Linked DNA regions of Zea mays: region 2 is linked to region 1. A link is a contact called in public Hi-C data. All regions are on one chromosome and are shown on one strand. Each heading gives the region's core, a stretch centred on a gene start, on an enhancer-like site or on the middle of the called end of the contact. The rest is flanking DNA. Distances are from core to core; before and after follow the strand shown. Region 1 holds the start of LOC103652327 (alpha-glucosidase 2). Region 2 holds the start of LOC100383931.

Region 1 (3,189 bases), core at 232-2,731:
TTTAAGATTTTATTCTTGTTGACTAATGCTTCTGTTTCTCAAATTCTAGAGTTTCCACTTAGATGTTTTATTTCCAATTTGGCTACTAATATATTTCTATTGACCTTATTTATTGTTACCAAATGCACACAAAATAAAGACTTCGGTATGATGCACAATTTAGTAGCATGTCTTTTATTAATTATTTGTTTTTTTTCTGGTGTTCACATGGAATGATAAACATAGATAACACATATAGATACAAAGTAGTATAATTTCTCTTTTTAGACTTTTCTTACAAAGTGGGTGTTACATTGTGCATCTTTACCCACAAGTCATGTTACCCATCTGCCAATGGGTCATGAATCCCATACACCTCTACCAAGAAGGTGAGGCAAGGTAACACTACGAGGCCTTTACAAAGTTCCACTAGCCTCAGAAAAAACGCTACAGTTTCTAGGAAGCTCCAATGCAAGGATCCCTCGCCTGACCGCCATCGCAACAAAATCGACCCAAGGACCTCGCTACACTGACCACTCCCCTACTGCCCTTGCCCCTTTCAGGTAAGGTAGTCCTCCACTAGCTTTCCTAATTAGTCAACCAAGAGTGTCTCATACCACCCTTGTGGTAGCACTGTTTTCCCGGATGGTTCTCCATGTTCCAATTAACTATATGATCTTATCATGAACAGTAATTAAACAACAACATAATTGGAACATGATCATAATAAAACAATAGTTTTCCTAAATCAGGTAGAGCAATAGCAAAACTACCCTATAATTCATCTATTTGCAAGGTGGGGAATAAACAAGGGAAAATATCCTATGCAATCACTTATCCTGGTGCAAGCATGCAATCAAGCGATCTGGTGCATCCGATCTAGATCTAATGGTAACTGTTATTGCTGTCCCAGATATGATCTGTCCCTTACCCCTTTATTCTTTATACGCAATCGCAGCAGTAGGGCTGGGCATTCGGTTATTTTCTAAACTTCGGTTCGGTTTTTCGGTTTTAAAAAACTTCGGTTTTTCAAACATTAGAAACCGATCGGTTTTCTAGAAAATAAAAAACCGAGAAGTTCGATTTCGGTTTTTTACTTCGTTTTTCCGGTAAAAACCGAATACCAAACTTATAATCAAGACAATACATACAACAAGTTTACATGATAGATTACACATAATTTTAAAAAGTAAAAATTATATAGGTACAAATATTTAGATATACATCATACATCATATACAAATAAGTGAATAACAATTTAATTGTATCACACAATTAGTTCACATAATCGAATAGTCAAATTTGAGAATTGATAAAGTTTGGTATTCGGTTTTTTCGGTTCGGTATACGGTGAAACCGATTACGATACCGAAAACCGAACTTCTTAGATACAAAAACCGAAACCGAACAGAACTAAAAAAACCGAAATTTCGGTTCGGTTCGGTATGATTCGGTTCGGTTTTCGGTTTATGGTAAAAATGTGCCCACCCCTACCCAGCAGCGACGCGAAAAGGAGCAGAGTACGTATGGAAACCCGTCCAGTCTCCCAAGACCCCAAGTGAGACGGACGACTCGACCCAGTCACAATCCGGTCCCTAGTAGAAACGGCGAGATCGTCAGCGAGAATTTTCCGATGACCGGCGGCGGCAGCAGCACCCGCCGTCCGGCCGCCGTGGCCAGGAGCCGCGGGAGGCCCTCTGAGGCTTCTGAACCAGATCCCGGCGCTCGACGAGCCGCGGCCGCAGCGGCGCAGCGCCGTGGCCGCGGCAACCCTGGCCCCTTGCGCCTGATGGACGTGAGGCCCCGAACCCTCGCGTACTTCGTGGTTGCTTCCTTCGCCCTCGTGTCAGTCACATTCGTGGTGTATACTGGTGGGTGGTGGGAGGAGGTGGAAGGAGAGGGCGCGGCGACGCTGCGAAAGGTCATGCGCTCCGTAACGCCGCTGCCGGCGCCCAGGATGATGGATCTGCCTCAGGTGATGCCCATTTGTTTGCCATGCTGTTTTTGTCCCGAAGGTTGAAATTGCACGACAGCTAAAGCTAGTACTGAAGTACACCACTCTAGGTTTCAGGGCCTCTAGTTGATTTTGGCAGGGTTGCTTTATGTATTCGTGAAGTAGTGGTGACTACTGATTTAGCTTCATGAGCTATTAACCGTGCATCACTTCATATATTACGATGGCAGAGTTATGTCAAAGTGCAGCAGTATATATTGATGTTGGTAAACAAAGCTAGTCAAATTGTTTGGAATATGCTACCTGTCAACTGAACACTGCTTTTGGTAAAATGCACACTAACCTATGCATTTGCACTTCTTTTCTAGTGTGCATTTGGTTTTCTCTCAATCTAGTATTTCCCCCTGAATTATGCATAATTGAAAGGCTCTCGTTCCGCTGTGTCCTTCAGTTTTATTAGGGTCTGTTTGTTTCAGATTATATAATCTAACTTATTTTGAACTAACACTTAGTTCAAAATAAGTTATATTATATAATCTGGGCAGATCATAAACCCAAACAAACATGCACTGAGTAACTACGTTGGCTTTCTCATGGTTCATGCCTAAATGATTGCAGTTTCAAAATAACCACAAGGAAAGTTTGTATTGGGGCACTTATAGACCAAATGTGTACCTCGGAATTCGTGCAAGGTGATAAACTTTTGCAATGCCTCCCTATTCTCTTTATAACAAGTTAATTACTGGGAATTATTCCCTTCTGTAGTTCTCTACTGCTTCTTGGACTACATTTGGAAGTTCATGTTCCTCATATATTTAGTTTTGATTATGTTTCCTTACTTCCTTACTGTCATGAAAGGTAGAATCTTTAGTGACTGAGAATCCCCTTCCCCTTGTTTCTCTGTGCCTTCACGTGGAATTAAACATCTTTATGCAATGAAAGTACATCTGTACCATGCTATTTTTAGCTGAAATTCCATCTTTATGTAATGAAAATTCTTTGGAATCAAGGATTCAAGAATTTCTTGCTAATATTACTTCTATTTCAGAACCCCTCTGTCTCTAATTGCTGGATTAATGTGGATTGGCTTGAAAAATGGTCAATATTTTCTTCGTCATGTTTGCCAAGATTCTGATGAGCTGAGAACATTTGGGTGGACAGCTCACAATGGTAGGGATTATGGGCGTCAAGTGCTGGTTGATCATGGTCTTTTCCTAACTACTAGTTTTCTGAAAGAGAAAGGAGAGAGCAGTGGT
Region 2 (3,189 bases), core at 315-2,814, 310 kb before region 1:
CTAAGATGATGCATGTCTTGTGCCTGATGTATGACATTATCATAGTCCTTATTCTGGCTTCAATATCAGTTGGCTGGTCACCAACTGGCACCTTAGTGATTCCAGGCAAATCGACTAAAGTAATGTTAAGGACATTCGGAGAAAAGATCTTCAACCGTATCTGCCTATCCGATACACCTTTGTTACCACCTGCCTCACGATCTGTTTCAGCCTGCATAGATGCAGAGAGTCGTTTAAGAATGGTCTGTGCAGCACTAATCTCAACTCCAGCCCACACTAACAAAACAAAACATCGTAATTGAAGTGAAACAAAATACCAAACACTCAAGACAGATAATATTGTTGTTCTATCAAATACTAGGATGTTGGGTCCCAACTAAAACTTATGTACACCTTACTTTCCACTTCGAAATTCTGGTTCACAAATATACTTTCCACAAATCATCCTGACAACCACTAATACCACCTGAATTGGTTTTTTTTTCAAATGTAACCAAGTTGTATTGGGGACAACATCGAAACCACTATATTAACAAGAAACTACGTGATAACCCATATAGAATTTCAATATCCAAGCAACTCGTTAACTCATGTGGAGAACAATAAACCTGCAAGGGCCAACCTGAAGACAACCAAGTAAATTATGGCATTCTGTACTCTGTAGTCGTTAACAACCACATGCCCACATCGTCACCACAGGAAGCAGCAACGAAATAACATCATCACTAGCACTGAACACCAGAGACAACACCACCTAACCTAGCATTTACCATCGTTCCAATCTCAGAGCCCAACTGTGCTGACCCATGAACACACCAGAAACCACCGCGAAGAATGATTCCTCGAAACCAACAGGAGTATTCCTAAACAGTCATCTGCAGCCCTAGCGAGCAGCCACAGCACAATATTACTACTACTAGTAAAGTCCCGACCAATAATAATTATCCATTGAATGTACACGCACAGTCAAGTAAAAGTGTTTATTCCAGCCAAATAACCGCACGAGGGATTAAGGCAAAGGGATGGGGACCTGGATCTCGCGTCGGATTTCGCGGAAGTCGTAGAAGCGACGCCCCGAGAGGTGCAGGAACTCGCCCCACTCATCGGCCTCTGCGTCGGCGGGGCGGCGCGGCTGGTGCACGAGCTGGAGCACGAGGGGGCGGCGCGTGCAGATGTCGGAGCCCCGCGGGAGGAAGTCGCGGCCGACGAGCGCCTCGAGGACGCTGGACTTGCCGCTGCTCTGGCTCCCGACCACGGCCACCTGCGGCAGGTCGATCGTGGAGCTGCTCCCCAGCTGCGCGAAGATGTCCTGCAGCTTGTTGACGATTGGGATCACCGAGGACCCGACCGCCGCCGCGGCCGCGGCCGCCGCCGCCGATGGGGCGGACGGCGCGGAGGAGAGGTGGTCTTCGGCCATGGTCCGGGGGGCGGGGGCGTGCAGGCTGCGCCGCTAGGCTGGCCTGGGGATTTGGACGAGGAGAGCAACGAGACCCGGGAAGGGAATCCCTAGATCGAGAGCTCTTCGTTCTTTTTTTTTTTCCTCTCCTAATCTTTTTTCCCCGGTCTTGAGGTGGGGATTTCAAATCGAGAGGCCTCGAGCTCGAGGGGACCGGACCGGGGTTCCGAACACCGGGGAAGGAGACGCGCGGGGAAATTACCATTATAACCCCCACCTTCTTGGCTTAGGGAACAAGACGAACGTGCTCGGTTTGCACGCATGGAGAGTGGATTCTGTCGTGCTTAAGGAGCACTGTTTACAACTTGACCTGATGTTGCCGTGTTTCTTTGGTGAAGAAGAAATGCAAGGTAAGTAAATATGCAATCTACCTTACTTTACCAGGAGGAGTACAAGCAGTGGCGAAGCTAGAGCAAATATATTGGGGTGCAACTCCCTTGCGGGTGCATAAGGATGAGATATGAGTGATGCATATATGGTGAAAATTTAACTATTATAACTAAATTCTGAATTTTAGGGAGGTGCATGTGCATCCACGAGCTAACATGTAGCTTCGCCCCTGAGTACAGGATCAAGATTTTCGATGAAGGGTAAGCTCCACTTGTTTCTTGCCTGGGACGGGCGTGGTAGACTGGTAGCCTAGCCCGAGACTCGCCGGAGCAACAAGCAGCACAAGGAGTCAAGGACGCACGAGCAAACACCACCAGCCAGTCCCCTGATCGCGGGTGACCGCGACGTCCCCGCGCCGCACGGGGAGCAGGGCCGGGTCGCGACATCGTGGCTAGCTGAGAAAGGCAACAGTATGGGCCGTCCACTGACAGAAGCCCAGTACGAGGGCGGCGCTTGACTTGGGAGCAGCTGCTCCCAAGCAGGACAGCAGGGCGGTGACGGTCTGAGGCCCTATATAGATTTTGAAATGAGATTCTATCCACGTGAACATTCACGAGGAAGGTTTTTCTCTCGTCTACATCTCTGTTGGAAAATTTATCTTTACGAAAAATTCATCTCCATTAAAAAGTGCAATATTTAAAGATAATTTAAATTAATTATATCAAATAAATATAAATTGAGAAACAAGATTTAAAGTTACAAGAGACATATACTGTTGGAGAGCAAATCTCCGATCGGGTGGCAGAGTGCACCCGCCTTAAATCCTAAGATGAGGAGGGGCGTAGGCGTTTTGCTCGTTAGTCGGGAAAACGGGAAGAATACAGGAACACACAAGGGTTTAGAGTGGTTTGGGCCGCCGGAGCGTAACACCCTACTCCACTGTGTGATGTATTGCTTGTGAGCTTGTATGAACTTGTGAGTGTCTGAGGTTGGGTCTGAAAGATTAAGCTTGTGTGTAACGTCGCATACCTCCCCTTTTATAGCTGAAGGGGGGCATGCACAAAGATACTGGGCCCCGACAGGTGGGCCCAGGGACATAAAGAATATAGCGCTTGGAGCCACAAATGTTTGCTGCTTGGGGCAATCTTCTTGTGCCCTGACGCCCGAGATCTCCGTATCCTCGACGTGCAGGGGAAGCTTCTTGTAGAAGGGATGATGAGTATTGTGCGCCACTCGGCACAAGCGCACTGTTCACCAACAGACTGGTCAGGCGCGCCGTCTGCTGGGTGACCCTGACGCCGCCTGCCGGTGGATTGGACAGGACGCATTAAATGCTGAGAGGGCGCGTCGCCTGACAGCGTGGTGGCAGGCGGCGCGTCCTCTCCGCAATAAATGCAAAGGTT

What was found. Hi-C and Micro-C count contacts between places; a contact is called where the count stands out from the background.
Region 2: a Hi-C map of tassel shows a contact between it and region 1, with 2.7 times the contacts expected there. The contact joins the promoter of LOC100383931 here to the promoter of LOC103652327 in region 1. A contact is called at or near these places in 10 of 25 Hi-C or Micro-C datasets (bundle sheath, ear, endosperm and 4 more).

Annotation. Positions count from the first base shown.
Region 1 is chr3:162,269,300-162,272,488 of Zm-B73-REFERENCE-NAM-5.0, reverse strand. It overlaps LOC103652327 (alpha-glucosidase 2), which reads left to right and starts at 1,481. Exons shown (of 22, transcript XM_020550385.2): 1 at 1,481-1,954; 2 at 2,552-2,625; 3 at 2,982-3,189. The coding sequence starts at 1,613.
Region 2 is chr3:162,578,547-162,581,735 of Zm-B73-REFERENCE-NAM-5.0, reverse strand. LOC100383931 reads right to left here and starts at 1,564. Exons shown (of 20, transcript NM_001362233.1): 1 at 1,031-1,564; 2 at 1-211. The coding sequence starts at 1,417.